Regions from separate parts of the Mus musculus genome. Here region 2 is linked to region 1. A link is a contact called in public Hi-C data. All regions are on one chromosome and are shown on one strand. The core of a region is the stretch at or near the end of the contact, and the rest is flanking DNA. Distances in the headings are between cores, read along the strand shown. Region 1 has its middle 13 kb from the start of Gm46260. Region 2 has its middle 44 kb from the start of Fam114a2.

Evidence for each region. A called contact is a pair of places that touch in the nucleus more often than the background predicts.
Region 2: a Hi-C map of cerebral cortex shows a contact between it and region 1, with 7 times the contacts expected there. The contact joins two enhancer-like sites. A contact is called at or near these places in 1 of 39 promoter capture datasets (embryonic stem cells), 7 of 15 datasets of contacts at CTCF or cohesin (the NIH/3T3 cell line, embryonic stem cells, large pre-B cells and 3 more), 185 of 484 Hi-C or Micro-C datasets (the 3T3-L1 cell line, the AML12 cell line, B cells and 102 more), 16 of 115 datasets of contacts at active chromatin or transcription factors (the NIH/3T3 cell line, PVALB interneurons, astrocytes and 11 more) and 2 of 9 other capture datasets (embryonic stem cells and embryonic tail).

Annotation. Positions count from the first base shown.
Region 1 is chr11:56,130,196-56,134,881 of GRCm38.p6, forward strand. No RefSeq gene overlaps it. Among named protein-coding and RNA genes, the nearest start is that of Gm46260, 13 kb to the left of the region's middle. Within about 2 kb of position 1,261, at least 9 of the 459 cell types and tissues checked have an H3K27ac peak or open chromatin away from gene starts, as enhancers often do. A contact at or near this core is called in cerebral cortex, where this site is marked.
Region 2 is chr11:57,472,486-57,477,155 of GRCm38.p6, forward strand. No RefSeq gene overlaps it. Among named protein-coding and RNA genes, the nearest start is that of Fam114a2, 44 kb to the right of the region's middle. Within about 2 kb of position 1,991, at least 7 of the 459 cell types and tissues checked have an H3K27ac peak or open chromatin away from gene starts, as enhancers often do. A contact at or near this core is called in cerebral cortex, where this site is marked.

The DNA of each region.
Region 1 (4,686 bases), core at 11-2,510:
GGTGATGAATAAGGAGCTGAGAGTTTTATATCAGGAGAGAGAGAAGGGAGGGGGGAGGGAGGGAGGGAGAGAGGGAGAGGGAGAGAGAGAGAGAGAGAGAGAGAGAGAGAGAGAGAGAGAGAGAGAGAGATGCTCTGCTTTGGTGTGGGATTTTTGAAAACTTCAAGCCTACACCCAATAATACAGTTTCTCCAGCAAGGCCACACCTCTTAATCCCTCCCAAGTAGTGCCACTCCCTGATGACAAAGCATTCAAATACATGAGCCTTTGGGGGCCATGTTTATTCCAGCTACCACATCCCATAAAAGAGTCTCATCAAAGTTGCACAAGCGAGCACATCTTGCCTCACGGGTGGCTGCTGTTTGCAGACTCCAGCTTTGGGTCAGACCATCAGGAGCTTTCCACCCCCCCCCTCAGCCTGCTTAGCACTTTCACGTGATAAAAGCTGGTGAGCTACACAGCTTCCTGGTTAGTTCAAGGGAAGTGTGTGGTATCTCCAGCAATAGGCTCTTACTATCTAGTGACAGAGGACAACCACGGGAGTAATGGCAATAGCTTGTGTTGTTTGTTTCAGATGTCTCTGAAGCCTCTCTGACCAGTCACTTGTGAATAATACTTCTGTTTAAAGTTTCCAGATGGATGAGGGTAGAAGTTGGGGCAGGTGTGCTAACTAAAACCGAGGAGATGTGAGAAAGCCTTATGAAACCCCACTGGTTTGAACAAAGGTATCCACACCGGTAAACAATATTTCCCCAGAAGATGTGGATTATTAAATGAAAATCTCAGTGCTGAGGACAGGCCACTCTTCTGTGAGATGCGTTTAAAATCCTGACATATTGGCATCAGAAATGTAAGGTTAATTTCACATCTTCGTTTGTGGATGACATGGGAAGACATGATTCAAAGGTCCACTTTACTCCTATAGTTAAAATATGTTAGGCAAATGAGGCCAGAGAGAAATAGTCTTGCCTACTCTTTAAGGATTAATAGGCAGGCATGAAATAGGGGCCAGGGCAAGCTCCACACCTGGTTCATCCGACATTTGATCTTTCCTTCTTAGGACATGAATCTATGCATTCACACATTTGTGGTTTCCTTGGTGTAGAGCGGATTCTGTTCATTTGACATTACCTGCTTCTTCTTGATGTATTGGTATGTAGCTCACTTCTGTTTAGCTGAGCAGAGAATTACCTCTAGAGCACACTATTTGTAAGCTGTTTAAGGAATAACCACCAGATGGCGCTCTAGACTAGCGTACAAAATAGTTCCTTTAATTTTGCAGGGGCGGGAGGTGGCGCATGCAGGGTGATGGTGGTGGTGGTGGTGGTGGGGTATGAGGGGACGCTATCAAACTGATACTACTCATCAATCTGTCTTCTAAGATGTCTGAGCCATGTTAAAGTAGGCGGATGGCCGTGAGAACAAAATAACAAGACAAAGCTTGAGATTGCCTCCTGGCGATCACAGCTTAGTCGGGTAAGTGAAGTCACAGACGCACAAAATTAGGACATGCCACCTGGTCCCCTTTGCTTGCAAGTGAAATAGAGCGAGTAGTATGCGTTGGGGAGGGAGGCTGACGGCACCGTGGGAGGAAATATTGGAAAAAATACGGATGGATATCTCAGGCTGTAGTTGGGAGTGTGGGATATAGAAGAAGATGCGTGGTGGGTTAGGATATATGAGGAGGGGTGGAGGATCAGAGTAAATGGCGGGTCCACCCGAGACATTTGGTGTTTTGGAGAGGAGACCCAGTAACACTCAAGAAGGGCTGGCCTGAGAAGGCAGGGCATGAGGCTGGCTTATGACCCCAGGCATGGCAGTGACAGCCAGAGTCTGTGCCAATCTTTCTGGAAATGAACCATAGCGTCACACATACTTCCTGTTGGAACACACTCTAGGGCATGTTCGTGAGCCTTGTTGTGTGTGCCTCTGTTCCCTTAACTCATTCAGGGAGGAGATGATCTAACTCATGGGATGTAGAAATACTAAGTGTTGCATTGTTTGCTGAATAGGCACATTTCAGAGGAGAATGGGATCTAGGGAGTCAAGTTGAGGTTGATGCTGAACATTCACCCACCATGGGGCCTGTCAGCAGTACTCGTGGAGAAGTGCAGTGTCTCCCTGATTCCTTGGAGGTGCAGAGTGTAACACCTGATCACTGTGCACTGACCAACTTTATGAGAGAGCTGCTGCATAAAACTTCAACCAGGGCCTGGGGAGATGGCTCAGTGCATAAGACTGCTTGCTTTACTTGAACTCAAAGACCCGAGTTCAAATCCCCAGTACCCATATGGAGAGCTATGTATGTCTGTGCATGTGTGTAACCCCAGCTCTGTGGGGAGACTAGGAAGAAACAAAAGGCTTCGTAGCCACCAGCCTAACCCCAGGCCCAGTGAGTGACTATCTCAGGGAATAAGTTAGACAGTGACAGAGCAGGACATGAAACTTTACATACATGCCATGTAAGCATATACCACACACATAGACACTCTCTGTCTCTCCATCTGTCCTATGACTTGCACCCCCCCCACACACACACAGAGAGAGAGAGAGAGAGAGAGGGAGAGAGAGAGAGAGAGAGAGAGAGAGAGAGAGAGAGAGAGAGAGAGAGAGAGAGACTACAACATCTTGCTGAAATCTTAAATCGTGATGGTGTGGATGATAGCTTTGATCTAGTTATATCAAGATACTTGGAACTATGCTAAGTACTTTCAGGGCAGAACTTCAAGTAGTCTTCCCCTCAGATTTGTAAGACCAATTATGATGGTCTCCATTTTCTAGGTTAAGGAAATGAGACCCAAAGAAATCTTGAATCTGTTTAAGGTCCTGTAAAGCAGTGTTAGTGAAGCTGAGTACTCCCCGGCTCCTGGCCTCTTACTATTCAGTTCTTAAGATCATCGATGCATACCATGCTCTCTCTCGCTCTCTCTCTCTCTCTCTCTCTCTCTCTCTCTCTCTCTCTCTCCCTCTCTCCCCCTCTCTCCATCTACACTCAATTTACTATTCCACTTATAAATCTAGACAGGGTTTGTTAGCATCTCATGCCTAGGCAAGCCTACACTGTCAGCACAACACAGCCAGGTCTGCTATAGAAAGTCATGCTTTATTCCAGCCAATAGGGGCCTTCGTGATGCAGCCACAAGATGCTTAAGTACAGGGATGGTATCCTATAGAACCCATGTCACAGCATCATCCAATGACAGGACTGAAAGAGAGCACCCTTGTAAACCCTGGTCCTCATCAAGAAAGACATGGAGGCACCACACTCAGCATGGTTGCCCTCCAGCTTTGCAGTTCTCCCTTTTATGAATGAGGAAATGTGTGGTTATAGGCATTGGGAGCCTAGTCTAAGGTTGTTTGGTTAAGGGACAAAGGGAATGTATATGCGTGTAAAGTTTCTGCTTCAGCTTTGATGAAGGGTTCTGACTAGAAACAGTAGGTATCGGTCCAACATGACATTACTACTCAAAGGGACCCGGTGAGTCTATGGTATGAATTTCACTCACTAGGCCAAATGTGAACACCATGTTTTCCTATCATAGTTGTCTCTCAAACAGCAACGGAAATGTTTTGTCTATAGTGGGTGGCTATGACAGTGTTCTCATGGTCGGGCTTTCCCCTTGTGGGTTTCCCTGAGCACCGTGGGCCCTCCTTTCTTTATAATTGTCCCATCACCCTGTTACTAGAACTCTAATGACAGCTAAATGGAGAGTCACAGGGGACCTCTCCTGTCCACAGTGTCAATATGCACTGGAATTTGTCTTTCAAGAAATGACTTCATCCGGCAATGACTATTTCATGTGGATTGAAATGCAACATAAATCACTCACTCTCTCCACTCATTCAGTTCTCGCCCCTTGTATACACGTTCTGTAGCTACCCTTGCTAAACTCTTCAGGGCCTTTTGAGGCCTATGGATGTATGTATATCTTTTTCTGAAGTGTGTCACGGAGCAGAGAGCAAATTTACTGGGCTAGAAGCAGTCTCCTGTCAAGGGACAGCAGGACACACCTGCTTAGAGCTGTGGGCACTTGTTTTGTTTGGGGGCTGTTGACTGCAGAAGATTCTGTGGCTTGGGGCTTTGTTTTAGGCTTTATTCTCACACCTTTGTGGACTGTTAGAATTCCTTTGTAAGCCCCTCTTCAATAGGTCTGGAAGACCGTGTTTATGTTGTGAAGGGCCAACTGGATTGGTACTGCCTACAGGGCTCTGTGTACATGCTCACACTTAAGAAAAAAGTTATGTGTTATCATGGGGAACTGCAACATTGGATCCAAGCTTTGATTTAGTGGTAACCTTCAGACTTACAGTAGTAAACTGCATCCTGAACACAGAAAGATCTACTATGGAGTGGGGGGGGGGTGCGTTGAGGGCTAGTGACAGCTTGGAAATCTATGCCCTCCACTCACTCTTGAGATCAAACTTTAGCAGCGTGCCTCCCTAAACTAGGAGTGCTTGTTCAGGCAGGGACATTAGACACTCGCAAGGTTTCTGCTTCCATCTTGCTTCCAGGCTGTGGGATAGCGGCTGTGGCGTTAGTGAGAGAGCTACCAGGTGTGAGGCATGGATGGGCTGGGTAGATTTCAATAAGAATGAGCAGAGGTTTCTCCCAAACGGGAGATGAAATCAAGTGGGCAGGATGGGCAAAGTGAAGTGCCAGTGTGGGGTGGGCTGGAGGGGCCTCTC
Region 2 (4,670 bases), core at 741-3,240, 1.3 Mb after region 1:
CGACCCAGACCCTGACCCAGACCCAGACCCAGACCCAGACCCAGACCCAGACCCAGACCCAGACCCAGACCCAGACCCAGACCCAGACCCAGACCCAGACCCAGACCCAGACCCAGACCCAGCCTCTATATTTAACAGATTCTATTAACTCAAATTAACTTAGCAGTTTTCTGTTCCACTCACACAGGAAGCCTAATGGGCTCATAACCTAGTAAAAGAGGCCTTGATGTGACATAATTCTGCTACACTGGGCACAGAGGTCCTGAGACGTTTGGAAAGGGAGGATTCCTGTATTACAGGTCACCCAAGAAGACTTCACAACACACTGAAAAGGTGAGCTGGGGCCAGCAGGAACAGCTTTGGCAGCTGAGAACCCTGGGAACGGACTCGCATCAATCAGCAAAGGCCTCCAAGTAGCTACAGCGTGAGCTGCGTGTGGGCAGGTCCTTCGCTTCAAGGAGACCAAACCAGCTACTGGGAGCTTGGCAGCTCTGTGCATGGTTTGTGGAGGATAGAGTCTTCAATGGGTCCTGGAGGGTACCCAGGGTGACAGCCAGTCTGTTGTGCAGAACACGGCAGCAGTATTTGTCACAGCTTGCAACACGCACTTTCCCTGAAGAACTAGGAGCTTCCTCCCCAAAGCCGCCACCAAGCCAAGTGACTTGGAGAGAGAGAGAAAAAAAAAACTGTCGTGCAATTGCTGGAAATGTTTAGGGGGTCTCAGAGACAACAATGCAGGAGGGGCAGGTGAACTGTGGAAACGGATACTCAGTGCTAAGGTAGAGGATCCATCCTCTCTCTCTCTCTCTCTCTCTCTCTCTCTCTCTCTCTCTCTCTCTCTCTCTCCACCTCCCACGGCTAGCATGTCTTCTTGAACAGCCATTCTGACTGGGTTAAGATGGACTCTCAACGGTAGTTTTGAATTGCATTTCTCCAGTGGATAAAAATACTAAACATTATTTTCATGTCTTTGTTTTACTTCTGATCTTATTGTTTTGTATCATTTTTGAGGCTGAGGCTCCTGCAACCCAGGCTGGACTTAAACTGGATATGTAGCGGGGGATGACCTTGAACTCTTGATCCTCCTGCCTCTACCTCCACCTCACCCATGCCCACAGATTTGAAGAGTCTTCCTCTATTCACTTCAAAGTTTCAGCCCTTTCGTTAAGGTGGGCCACTTTGAGCTGACCTTGGCTGAGCATGACACAGGTCCAGTTCAGTCTTCTACGCGAGCATGTCCAGAGGCCATCTTTCCTCCAGTGTATGTTTTCGTACCTGTGGTGGGGAGGGTTCTTCTGCTGGTCGACAGGCCGTGCTTCGTGCCAGTTCCGGCTGTTTTGTTGCTGTAAGTGTCACCTAGCTTAAGATTCGCGTCATCTCTCCAGCATTGCTCTTAGCTCAATGTCGTTTTGGCTGTGCAGGGTGTTTGTGCTTCCCCTGTGGGTTTTAGCATTGTGCTTTCTAGTTCTGTGAACAATGTCATTGGACTTTGGATGGGGTCTGCATTGAACCTGTTCATCTCTTTTGGTAATATGCCCACCTTCACAATGTTAATCCTGCCAGTCCCTGAACATGGGAAGTGCTTCCATCCGCTCGCCACAGTCCTTTCTTCTCACTTCTCTGTGAATTGCCTTCCAGCTCTCCATGTGTCTCCCTGCTCTGGGGCTCCATAAGCTCTTGCGCTAACCAGACAGCAGTTAGCTCCTAGGGTCCTGACTGATGGACATTGAATGCTCACTAACTCCCAGAGCACTTTACACCCAACCACCCCTTCATCATCCTTGGCCATCTCACAGAACTGATTGGCTGGGGGAACCTGAGGCTCCGAGAGGCTGAAAGGGAAGGGGGCCAGAGCTGCAGGCAAATACAGGGGATCTCCTCCCTTCTCCCTCCACGGTCCATCCCGCCAGGAATGCTCTGGCTTGGAGAGGAGGCTGAACACCCCAAGTCAGACTGAAGCCAGGAACAGGAGGAGGCGGTTGCCATGGCAACAAGTGGATAGAGCACTGTGCTTATTGCTTCAGCTCTCCTGACTTCAGGGGAAAAGGAAAAGAAGGATCAGCCAGGACAGGAAGTCTGGAGACGGAGGAGGCAGCCTGTGCACTAAGGATCTGGTGTTGGAAAACTAGGACCTGAGTGTGTGAGCTGGAGCAAGTCCTGCTTTTGCATGAGCCTCTGTGACTGTGGTGGTTTGAATGCTTGGCCCAGGGGGGGATGGCACTATTAGGAGGCGTGGCCTTGTTGGAGGAAGTGTGTCACTATAGGTGGGCTTTGAGGTCTCCCAGTGCTCAAGCTCTGCTGGTACAGAAGAGAGCCTCCTCCTAGCTGCCTATAGAAGAGAGCTTCCTCCTGACTGCCTGCAGTAGAGTATCCTCTTGGATGCCTTCAGATCAAGATGTAGAATTCTTGGCACCTCCAGTTCCAAGTCTGCCTGGATGATGTCATGCTTTCCACCATGATGATAATGGACTAAACCTCTGAAACTGTTAAGCCAGCCCCAATTAAATGTTGTCCTTTATAAAAGTTGCCTTGGTCATGGTGTCTCTCCACAGCAATAAAACTCTAACAAAAACAGCGACCATCAGAAATATCAGGCCCTAGGGTCTCCAGTACCTGACAATCCTAACACGTGGGAATTCTCTATCATGAATCAAGATCCAGAGGGCTGAAAACACCACCAGTGTGACCCAGAGGTGACAGCAACTCACTGGACTCTCAGGATAACTGTGATGTGCACAGCCTTCTCCCAGCCTCCCCAGTAGACCGAAATGTCCTAGAAGCCTCAGTCTTCCGCAATATAACAGAGGACGTTATGCGTGTGCATTATGGCAAAAAGGTACAGTGACCAAAACTGGCCAGCAGATGGAGCCAAGCACTCTGGAATCCAGAGCAGATTTCTAGTTTGGGTTTTGGTGGGAATTTTTATAGTTCGTTTTGTTTTACTTGGTTGGTTGGTTGGTTGGTTGGTTGGTTGGTTGGTTGGTTGGTTGGTTGGTTGGTTGTTGGTAAGGGACGCATACATGCCTGGGCATTTGTGTGGCAGTCAGAGGACAACTTTCAGGAGTTGTTGTGTGTTTTTTTTTTCCTCCCACCATTGTAGATCCCACAGATTAAACTCAGGCTTAGCATCAAGTACCTTTCACTGCTGCCTTACCCCACTGGCTCCTGTTTCCTGTTTTGATTCCCAAAGCTATGGAATCAGAAACCAAGACACGAAGGTAAGAGGTATGTTTGAGGTTTCCCACCTGCGAGCTGTCTAAGCCAGACATAAGATGCTAAGACCAGCCATTATCTTCCTCCCCCCCCCCCCCCCCGTCTTAGTCAGGGTTTCTATTCCTGCACAGACATCATGACCAAGAAGCAGTTGGGGAGGAAAGGGTTTATTTGGCTTACACTTCCATACTGCTGTTCATCACCAAAGGAAGCCAGGACTGGAACTCAAGCAGGTCAGAGAGCAGGAGCTGGTGCAGAGGCCATAGAGGGATGTTCTTTACTGGCTTGCTTCCCCAGGCTTGCTCAGCCTGCTCTCTTATAGAACCAAGATTACCAGCCCAGAGATGGTCCCACCCGCAAGGGGACCTCCCTCCTTGATCACTAATTGAGAAAATGCCTTACAGCTGGATCTCATGGAGGCATTTCCCCAACTGAAGCTCCTTTCTCTGTGATAACGCCAGCCTGTGTCAAGTTGACACAAAACTAGCCAGTACACCCCCCTACTTTTCTCTGTCCAGCCAGCAGGACTCTGGTCAGGCAGAATAAATTCCAAGACACCCTGATCTAATTCTAGCTTGCTTGTAATAGGATGATGGGGAACAAGGAAGGCAGTCCTCAGTCAGAGGAATCGGGTTCACAGAGCACCTGGGGTTGCCTAGACACATAGCACACGTCAAAAATGAACAGTAAAGTCGATCACAGAGGCTTTTTTTAAAATATTTTTTATTACGTATTTTCCTCAATTACATTTCCAATGCTCTCCCAAAAGTCCCCCATACCCTCCCCCCCCCCACTCCCCTACCCACCCATTCCCATTTTTTGGCCCTGGCGTTCCCCTGTACTGGGGCATATAAAGTTTGTGTGTCCAATGGGCCTCTCTTTCCAGTGATGGCCGACTAGGCCATCTTTTGATACATATGCAGCTAGAGTCAAGAGCTCCGGGGTACTGGTTAGTTCAGAATGTTGTTCAATAATAGCCAGAAGCTGGAAAGAACCCAGATGCCCCTCAACAGAGGAATGGATACAGAAAATGTGGTACCTTTACACAATGGAGTACTACTCAGCTATTTAAAAGAATGAATTTATGAAATTCCTAGGCAAATGGATGGACCACAGAGGCTTAACTAGCGTGTGGACTGTTTCACTGTGTAGCCCTTCGCCTCTGCTGCTGCGTTCCTGTGGAGTCTCACACCTGCGTGGCCTTTCTCCCTCACTTCCTTCTGGCTTCACCCTCTCCTAGGCTGGGAACAACTGTCATCCTGAGGCTAGGCCTGTTTTTTTCTGTTTTGTGGCCATCACTTCCTAGGATAAGCAGTCATACTTTAGCAAGATGATGAGGCAGAGGCCGGATGGCCAGGGTGTGAGAAAGCCCTGAGGTCATGGGAATCCCGCACCTTCCCATCCATCAGCTCCCAGGTAGCTCCATTCCCCCCACCTCTCTTGTCTCTGATCTTCTA